Regions from separate parts of the Mus musculus genome. Here region 1 is linked to region 2. A link is a contact called in public HiChIP or PLAC-seq data. All regions are on one chromosome and are shown on one strand. The core of a region is the stretch at or near the end of the contact, and the rest is flanking DNA. Distances in the headings are between cores, read along the strand shown. Region 1 overlaps Cd44 (CD44 antigen). Region 2 overlaps Ldlrad3 (low density lipoprotein receptor class A domain containing 3).

The links. HiChIP or PLAC-seq counts read pairs in DNA pulled down with a chosen protein or histone mark.
Region 1: a contact with region 2 is called in a FOXA1 HiChIP or PLAC-seq map of pancreatic cancer cells. The contact joins two enhancer-like sites. A contact is called at or near these places in 1 of 484 Hi-C or Micro-C datasets (cortical neurons) and 1 of 115 datasets of contacts at active chromatin or transcription factors (pancreatic cancer cells).

What each region holds. Positions count from the first base shown.
Region 1 is chr2:102,827,085-102,830,466 of GRCm38.p6, forward strand. It overlaps Cd44 (CD44 antigen), which reads right to left. Exons shown (of 9, transcript NM_001039151.1): 6 at 1,458-1,526. Among named protein-coding and RNA genes, the nearest start is that of Gm23731, 69 kb to the right of the region's middle. Within about 2 kb of position 1,462, at least 22 of the 459 cell types and tissues checked have an H3K27ac peak or open chromatin away from gene starts, as enhancers often do. A contact at or near this core is called in pancreatic cancer cells, where this site is marked.
Region 2 is chr2:102,036,209-102,040,124 of GRCm38.p6, forward strand. All of the region lies in intron 4 of Ldlrad3 (low density lipoprotein receptor class A domain containing 3), which reads right to left. Among named protein-coding and RNA genes, the nearest start is that of Gm39888, 46 kb to the left of the region's middle. Within about 2 kb of position 2,508, at least 186 of the 459 cell types and tissues checked have an H3K27ac peak or open chromatin away from gene starts, as enhancers often do. A contact at or near this core is called in pancreatic cancer cells, where this site is marked.

The DNA of each region.
Region 1 (3,382 bases), core at 212-2,711, 790 kb after region 2:
GTGGTAAGAGACATCTCTGTAATCCCAGCATTAGGGATTAGAAGTAGGTTTGCCTCCTGTCAGACTTTGCTGCCTGGAGTAATGTTTCTAGGGGTTCATCTGAGTCATGGCCAACAGCAGTCTATTTAATAATGCATGTCTGGCAGTAATTATGGTCATTATGGAATTTTCTTCCAGACTGGGCTTAGGCAAGGCAATATGAGACCCAGGCTTGAAACCTGGCTCCACCACTCTCTGGTCATATCAACTTGGCAAGTTGCTTCCCTCCTCTTACCTTTCTTACCTCTTACCTCAGTCTCCTCATCCGTAATAAGGTGATGATAACAGTGTTTTCATATATTATAGGGTTTGCAAGGTAATTAGATATGTTAACAGTAAATGAGCTCTAAATTCCCTGGTATTGGGATCACTTGCCCTATGGAAATATCAGTTTCATGTAGTTCAATGTAGAAATGAAATGCTTTGCTTAATCTTTCTGGCACACAGTAAATTCTGAAATGCTGGCTACATTATGAGATTTATGCTAAACATTTTCTAGGTATTTATTCTGTCATTTGGTTGTAAAGAGTGCCCTGTGACAATATCTCCAGATTATCAGCTAGAACATTGAATCTCAGACCCTGTCATCATCTTTCTCAATTTAGAGGTAAATGAATGATGATCAAAGCCAAGCTATTTCATGCCTAAAGAGTTCTCTTTTTGACTCCATAATGGGGCAGTGTAAAATGGGGTTGTCCTTGTTAGGGTCACATAGTGTGATGAACACCATGACCAAAAGCCACTTGGGGATGAAAGGGTTTATTTGGCTTATGTGTTACAGTCCATTGAGGGAAGTCAAGGCAGGAGGAACTCAAACATGGCTGGAGGCAGGGTGATGCAGAGGCCATGGGGGAAAGTACTGCTCACTAGCTTGCCCTTGGTGACTCATTTTGCTTCCTTATAGAATAAAGGAGCACCAACCGAGCAGTGGTCTCACCTACAACAGAGTTGGGCCACCCCATGTCAATCATTAACTATAAAAATGTCCTACAAGTTTGCCTACAGCCCAGTTATATGGAGGCATTTTCTCAATTGAGGCTCCCTTCTCTGAGATGACTCTAGCTTGTTTGTGCCATAAAACTAGCCAGCAGAGAAGTATTGCTTGAATCCTTCCAGACCCTTTCACATGGACGCTCTTTTGCCACAGTGTCAGTTGTCTAAGTAGAGTGCCCATCCCAGTAGAATCAGGATGACTGGGAATTTATTAAGAATACAAGTGTTTGGGCTCCACCCCAGACTTACTGAATCAGAAACTTTGGGGTGGGGTCCAGCAAAGTGACTTAATAAGCCTTCCCTGAGACTGAAAATATATGTTTTAAAAAAAAGTGTGAAATAATTCTCTAGGGACAGTGATGCATGTTTCATTAGCAATCATCGGGTTCGGAGATTATAACAGTGACTAAACATTTTAAACTCACCAGCTAATTCGGATCCATGAGTCACAGTGCGGGAACTCCCCCTGGAGTCCTTGGATGAGTCTCGATCTCCTAGAGTAATAAAGCAATAAAAACCAGTCAGCACTGTATCTCCATTCACACTGTCATCTCCCTTTCTGTTGGTTGCGTTTTCGGAAAGCCATCATCTGCTAACAACAAGGAAGAAGGCACTGCTCATCCTTTGAGACATTGTTGAACAGGCTGGATCCTTAATCAACATGAAGGAAACTCAGGCAGCACAGGTCATCCCAGATGAGCACTAAAAATACCGTGCGGGTAGAAATCCAAGAACAGAGCTAAAGGCTATTCTGAGAAAAATATGATGATGCTTTCACAGGGCTGAGTTTTGAATGAGATACTTCATAGCTTGGATAAGGATTGTGATACTGGAATGTGATCACTTAAATGGGTGCAATGTGGCTCAGACCATCCAGCATAAAAAGAGATTTCTCTGAATCTGAAACAAAAGAATCTTAGGAATGAACGAGGCAAAAGCTCAAAGGGAAAATCAAACTATTTATCCAGAGAGGAGAAAGGTCAACCCTAAGTGTATTAAGAACCAGTGAAATGGTGTGAGTGACAGGCAGCTGGGCATCAGAAGTCTCAGTTCATATTTAAAAAAAAAAAAAGGTTAAGCCCACATGATCAGCAACCATTGATAATTCAGGTCACATAGTAACTTGGTGTCCTATTGTCAAACTTTCAGTTTCCACTAAGGCCCAATAGCAGACCAAGAGCTGTTTTTCAAAGGGAGAATAGCTGTCTGCAGATGATGGTAGCTTCGCCCCATTGGCTCCTCAGCCAAGGACATACAAATGTCTGAACCTGCGGTTCCTCTCATACTGAGCAGGATTACCATGGCAACAACACATCATCAGTAGGGTAAAACTAACCTGTCTCACAATGGTCTAACCTTCTCAAATACCCATCACCAGAAAGCTCTAGGTAGAGACAAACTCAAGTGACTAATTTTAAATCCAAATTATACGATCAAATCATATGGGAAACAATATACACAGACAACAGGGGTTCCAAAAGTTGGTACAGATCATTACAAGGGTGCCTAGAAAAAGAATACAGTGAAATGCACGGTATGTGATTCCCTGCTTAGGAGAGGCAAACTTGCTTGTAGTTGCACATAACTATTGCAGAGAGACCGCTTTGTTCCTTGGAGAAAAGACCACCGCATTTGATGAAATGCCACACCAACAGTCCCACCACCAAAATCACCATTTTCAAAGCCAGCGCCTTTACCAGGCCCATCACCACAACTGCCATCGCATGTTTCAGTGTTTTACATTCAGTGTACAGAAATACTTATGAACAGAAAAATACACTCCGTGGTTCTTCTGAATTAAAACAGGGAATGGGAATCAGACCATTTACTGATCACTGAATTCACAAAGAACTGAAGGACACCCCTCAGCACCATTGCCTTTCTTACATTAATCAGAAGGGATCAGCACATGGGAGTACTAATTTGGTAGAAAGAGTTTTACTTGATAGCAATTAGACTCTGAAAACCACCTAAGAAACTATATCCAAGATTGTCATTTTAAATACAAATCCATTAAGTGGCATGATGGGGCCATTCTAGCATTGAGAACATTTGTTTCTCCTTTGATTCATGCTGCATGAATCTAACAACATTTGAAGTTTTTAATGAGGAAAAGAAGATTATTAATAAGGACAATAACCAAAAGCCTTCAGAGTGTAAGGGGGTTTGATCTTGCCATTACTGCTGAAGTTGCTATTTTTAAAGCACCTAGAGTGGGAAGCCAGAGGGAATGTGCTAAGCATGTAACACCTTGGATTTTCCCTCCCTCCATCAATCAGAATGTCACCACTGCCATTTGCTTTGCATATGGGATTTCCATGAGATCATTTTCTTATCTTTGTCTTTTGGG
Region 2 (3,916 bases), core at 1,258-3,757:
GCCTGCAGCCAGCTTTTCTGGAGATCAGCATTCACCCCCTAACCCCTACATTCTTGTATTGGGACATTCTGGAAGAGTCTATGATGGTACTGGCTGACAGGGTCTTTCCCATAGCTTCTTGACTTTAATGAGAAATCTGCCTACTGTGACTACATTGGGTGGTCCCTCTGGGTTACAGGGCAGCTTTGTTCTATGTAGTTTCAGCCTTGATTTAGGAACAGGAAACAGGGTGAATAGAGCCAATGGAGCCCAAGAGCAGATCCATGCCTCTCAGGGATGACGTGTGAATGCTCCGGCTTGAGGCCAGCAGATGAACTGATGTGCGGAGCCTGGAGCAAAGGGGAAAGAATGAGGGCATCCTAAGGAATCCGTGAGGCTCTATAGAGCAGAGCGCTAGGTTCCACATGCTCCTGTATGTGAGTCTGAGGAGAGGCACTGTGCGTGTCCACAGGGATACACTGACTGGGTTCCACGACACTCTATAAAGTGACCTCGTTTGTCTCTGGTTAGACATAAGCTATGGCTTCTCTGTCTGCTTCAAAAAAGAAGTGGCTTTCTGTCAGAGACTGACTGGGGACTACTGGAGAACACAGAACAGGATCATGGAGCTGCTCTGCTAGCCACAAGATTTATGAGGCGTGGGATTACCGTGCCCAGTAGGAAAACACTACTCTATCCACTGCACGTCTCTCTAAGCCCATGGAGGGGCACAAAGAGGGGCTTCCCACACCTGCACACTTCAATGCTAAGAGGAGGGAACAACCTGTGCTTGCTATGTCACCAGAAGAAGCCCCTCACGCCCAGCAGGGACCTCAGTGCACAGCTTACACGCCCCCCACTGGCCAGCTGAAGACTCCGTTTCCCCTTTTCCAGAAGTTGATTTGTCTGCCTCTTCCATCGTCAGTGACTCCCCAATCTGGGCTAACAATAATAATCTTATTAATGATGACAGTAATAGCAATTACCATCTGCTCAGGGCGCGCCGTGGGTCACTCTGTGCAGAGGGGACTTTCATGTATTAGTTAATTCACTGCTTAGCAACTCTGTGCTTATCTCTCTTTTACAGATGGGAAACGGAGGACAGAAAGAGGAAGTCTCCTGCCTACGGTCCCACAATCGACACAGGCAGTACAGCTGGGATCTGAACAGAGGCTCCAGCAGCCCATGCACAGAGCGCTTGCTCTCTGCTGCCTTTGTCTAAGACACACGAGGAGGCAGGCACACAGGTTCAACTGCAAAAGGTTCACGGTGAGGCAGGGCAGCCTGTGTGACCCAGGTGAGCAGGGCAGAGGTAGGAGCACCCGGAGAGGCCCTGAGGCAAGAGCATGGCGAGTCTGAGAAACAGAAAGGAGATTTTTCGCTGTGGGAGAAGTGGAGGTCACACGTAGCTGAGAGACTAAAAGGGCATTGTGTAGTTCACAGTGAAAAGTACGGCCACGGGGGCGGGGGAGTGATTTAGGTTTGCAAGCATTCGGACCTATATAAAGAAAAAGTGTGATGGTGAATGTTTATAGTCCCAGAAATTGGGAGGTAAAGACAGGAGGATTCCTGGGGTTCACTGACCAACCTACCCTGGGCGAACCAATGGGTGTTAGTTCTTCAGGAGAAAGGTAGGTAGAGTAAAAAGAATTTTTTACTCTGCTTCTCTTATTCATACATATATACATGTATGCATATATATGTATATAATATATATGTATACACACACACACAAATGCTACAAAATAAGTTTTAAAGAAAGAGTTCTGATTCTAGGACATGTGTTGAGATATCTAAACATCTGCAGAGCCCAATAAGGCATAGTTACAGCAGTCCCAACCTGGGTGGCTTCCATCAAGTAGCTAAGTCCCTGGCTGCATCTGTAAAACAGCAGCAATGATATCCAACTCATAAGGCTGTCATATTAGAAGATTTAAGGCCTCTTAGGATAGTGCCAGGGTCACAGGAGGTCTTGCTTTTACATTCCCTGGTAGACAGACTGTGCCCCTAAACTTCAGGTTACCCCACATATTCATTTGGATGTCTATTTGAGGGGAGGAGGTGAGCCTGATAAGGGTAGAGCTGAGAAACAGAAGGGATGAGGCAAAATTAATCTGTGATCAATACTGCTTGTGGCCATTATGGTGACAGGCAGCAGATAAACACATAAATAGAACCGAAGACCAGCTAACCCCGCCAGCTGTTGCCATCAGCCACTTTGCCCAATTACGCAGGCTGTCGCATAGCCTTCTATCATTAGGCACTCAGTGACATTTTATTTGTGGCTGTCCTCCTCCCTCCCTATTGTATTTAGTCGGCTTTCATCTGGGAAGGTCTAGCTAGCCTCACTCGAGGCTCTGACTTGCGGTAATTTAGAGTTAAGCATTATTTTATAGTCTATGTAAATAATGAGTTAGAAGCAGGCTGGATAAAAGGCAATGCCTGCTTCAGCCAGAGCCTCAGCAGACTGCGGGAGGCTGGGTGGCTGGCACAGACTCTCCCTTAGTCAGGTGCTTGGACAGAAACGGGCCTCAGTCTGGCTGGTCTCCCAGAAGATAAAACAACAGCTGAGCAATGGGCCAGTGTTTCTGGCTAAGGGTCCCCCTTCCCCCAATTTTCTACAATCCTACTCCCAATGATTCATCCCCGTTCTGTGACTACAAGCTTGGCCAAGCCACCTTTCTTTTTTATTTTTTAAAGAATTATTTATTTCTTTTATGTATAATAGTACACGGTAGCTATCTTCAGACACACCAGCAGAGGGCATTGTAGATGGTTGTGAGCCATCATGTGGTTGCTGGGAATTGAACTCAGGACCTCTGGAAGAGCAGTCAGTTCTTTTAACCACTGAGCCATCTCTCGAGCCCCAGTTTTTCTTACTAGAAACAGAGTTATTTCCTATTTCCACACCCCACTAGGCTAGGGCTTGACCACATGACTTGGCTTAGCCAAAGCATCTGTGGAATATGGTATGAGCAGAAAGTTAAGACATTCTTGAGCCAGCGTGCATACCTATCACTCTCCAAAGATGGACAGTGATACAGCGTGGAGGCAATGGAGGTAGGACAGAGCTGAGCCCGGTTTACAGACTGGAGCTACTTGTGGCAGAAAGGAGCCCTGCTACAGACTGGGTGCAACAGGCTGATAAAACATATACTAACACCCATTGGGGCTAGGAGTCCTAGGTCCTGCGTTCTATTCCCAGCAACCCCTCCCTTACTCAAAAGAGTAAAGAAAACAGAAAGGGGAAGCAAGTGCCTAGTGGTATGTGCTGCATATGGCCTGCCTGCCTGCCTGCCTGCCCACTCTGCTATGGGGTGGGGTGTAAGGAGAAGCAGCTGGGCAGGAAATGTTTTGTTCACCCATCACTTTCACTGGGTTATGGGTGTCTCTGTCTGGGGCTGGATCACCTGCATCTAAGCTGCTTCCTGCTTAACAATAGTCTTCACAACAGCAGCAAGCAAGCACACTACAACGAATGACTGCTGGGATGTGTTACAGGACCTACTCTACGGTCAGGTCAGTCTCCTTACCCTTATTTCAACAGTCACAATGAAAAATGGGACAAGTCTAGTTCCCATTTTAAAGAGAGACTGAAGTATGGGACTGTTCCCCCTTGAGTTATAAACAGAGCTGAATTGGGTCCCCAACCCCACGTTGAGCACCATTGCCTTGACAGCTACTCCCAGACTCCGGATGGATTTGGCAAAAGGTTCAACCCAACCCTTGCTTTCAACATCATCTTATAAGCCTGTACTTTCCTGTGTGCCCTTCCCACCCAAACCAGGCTGCAAGATACTGGGATGCATGGCAGGTACTTTGTCCAGCAGTAGCTGGGGGCTTAGCTGAGTCACAGAGTAAGGCTCTGTCATCTGCTTAATGGCTTTACACAAGTCCCATCATGTCCCTACAGCTCATTTTCCCCCTCTATAAATAG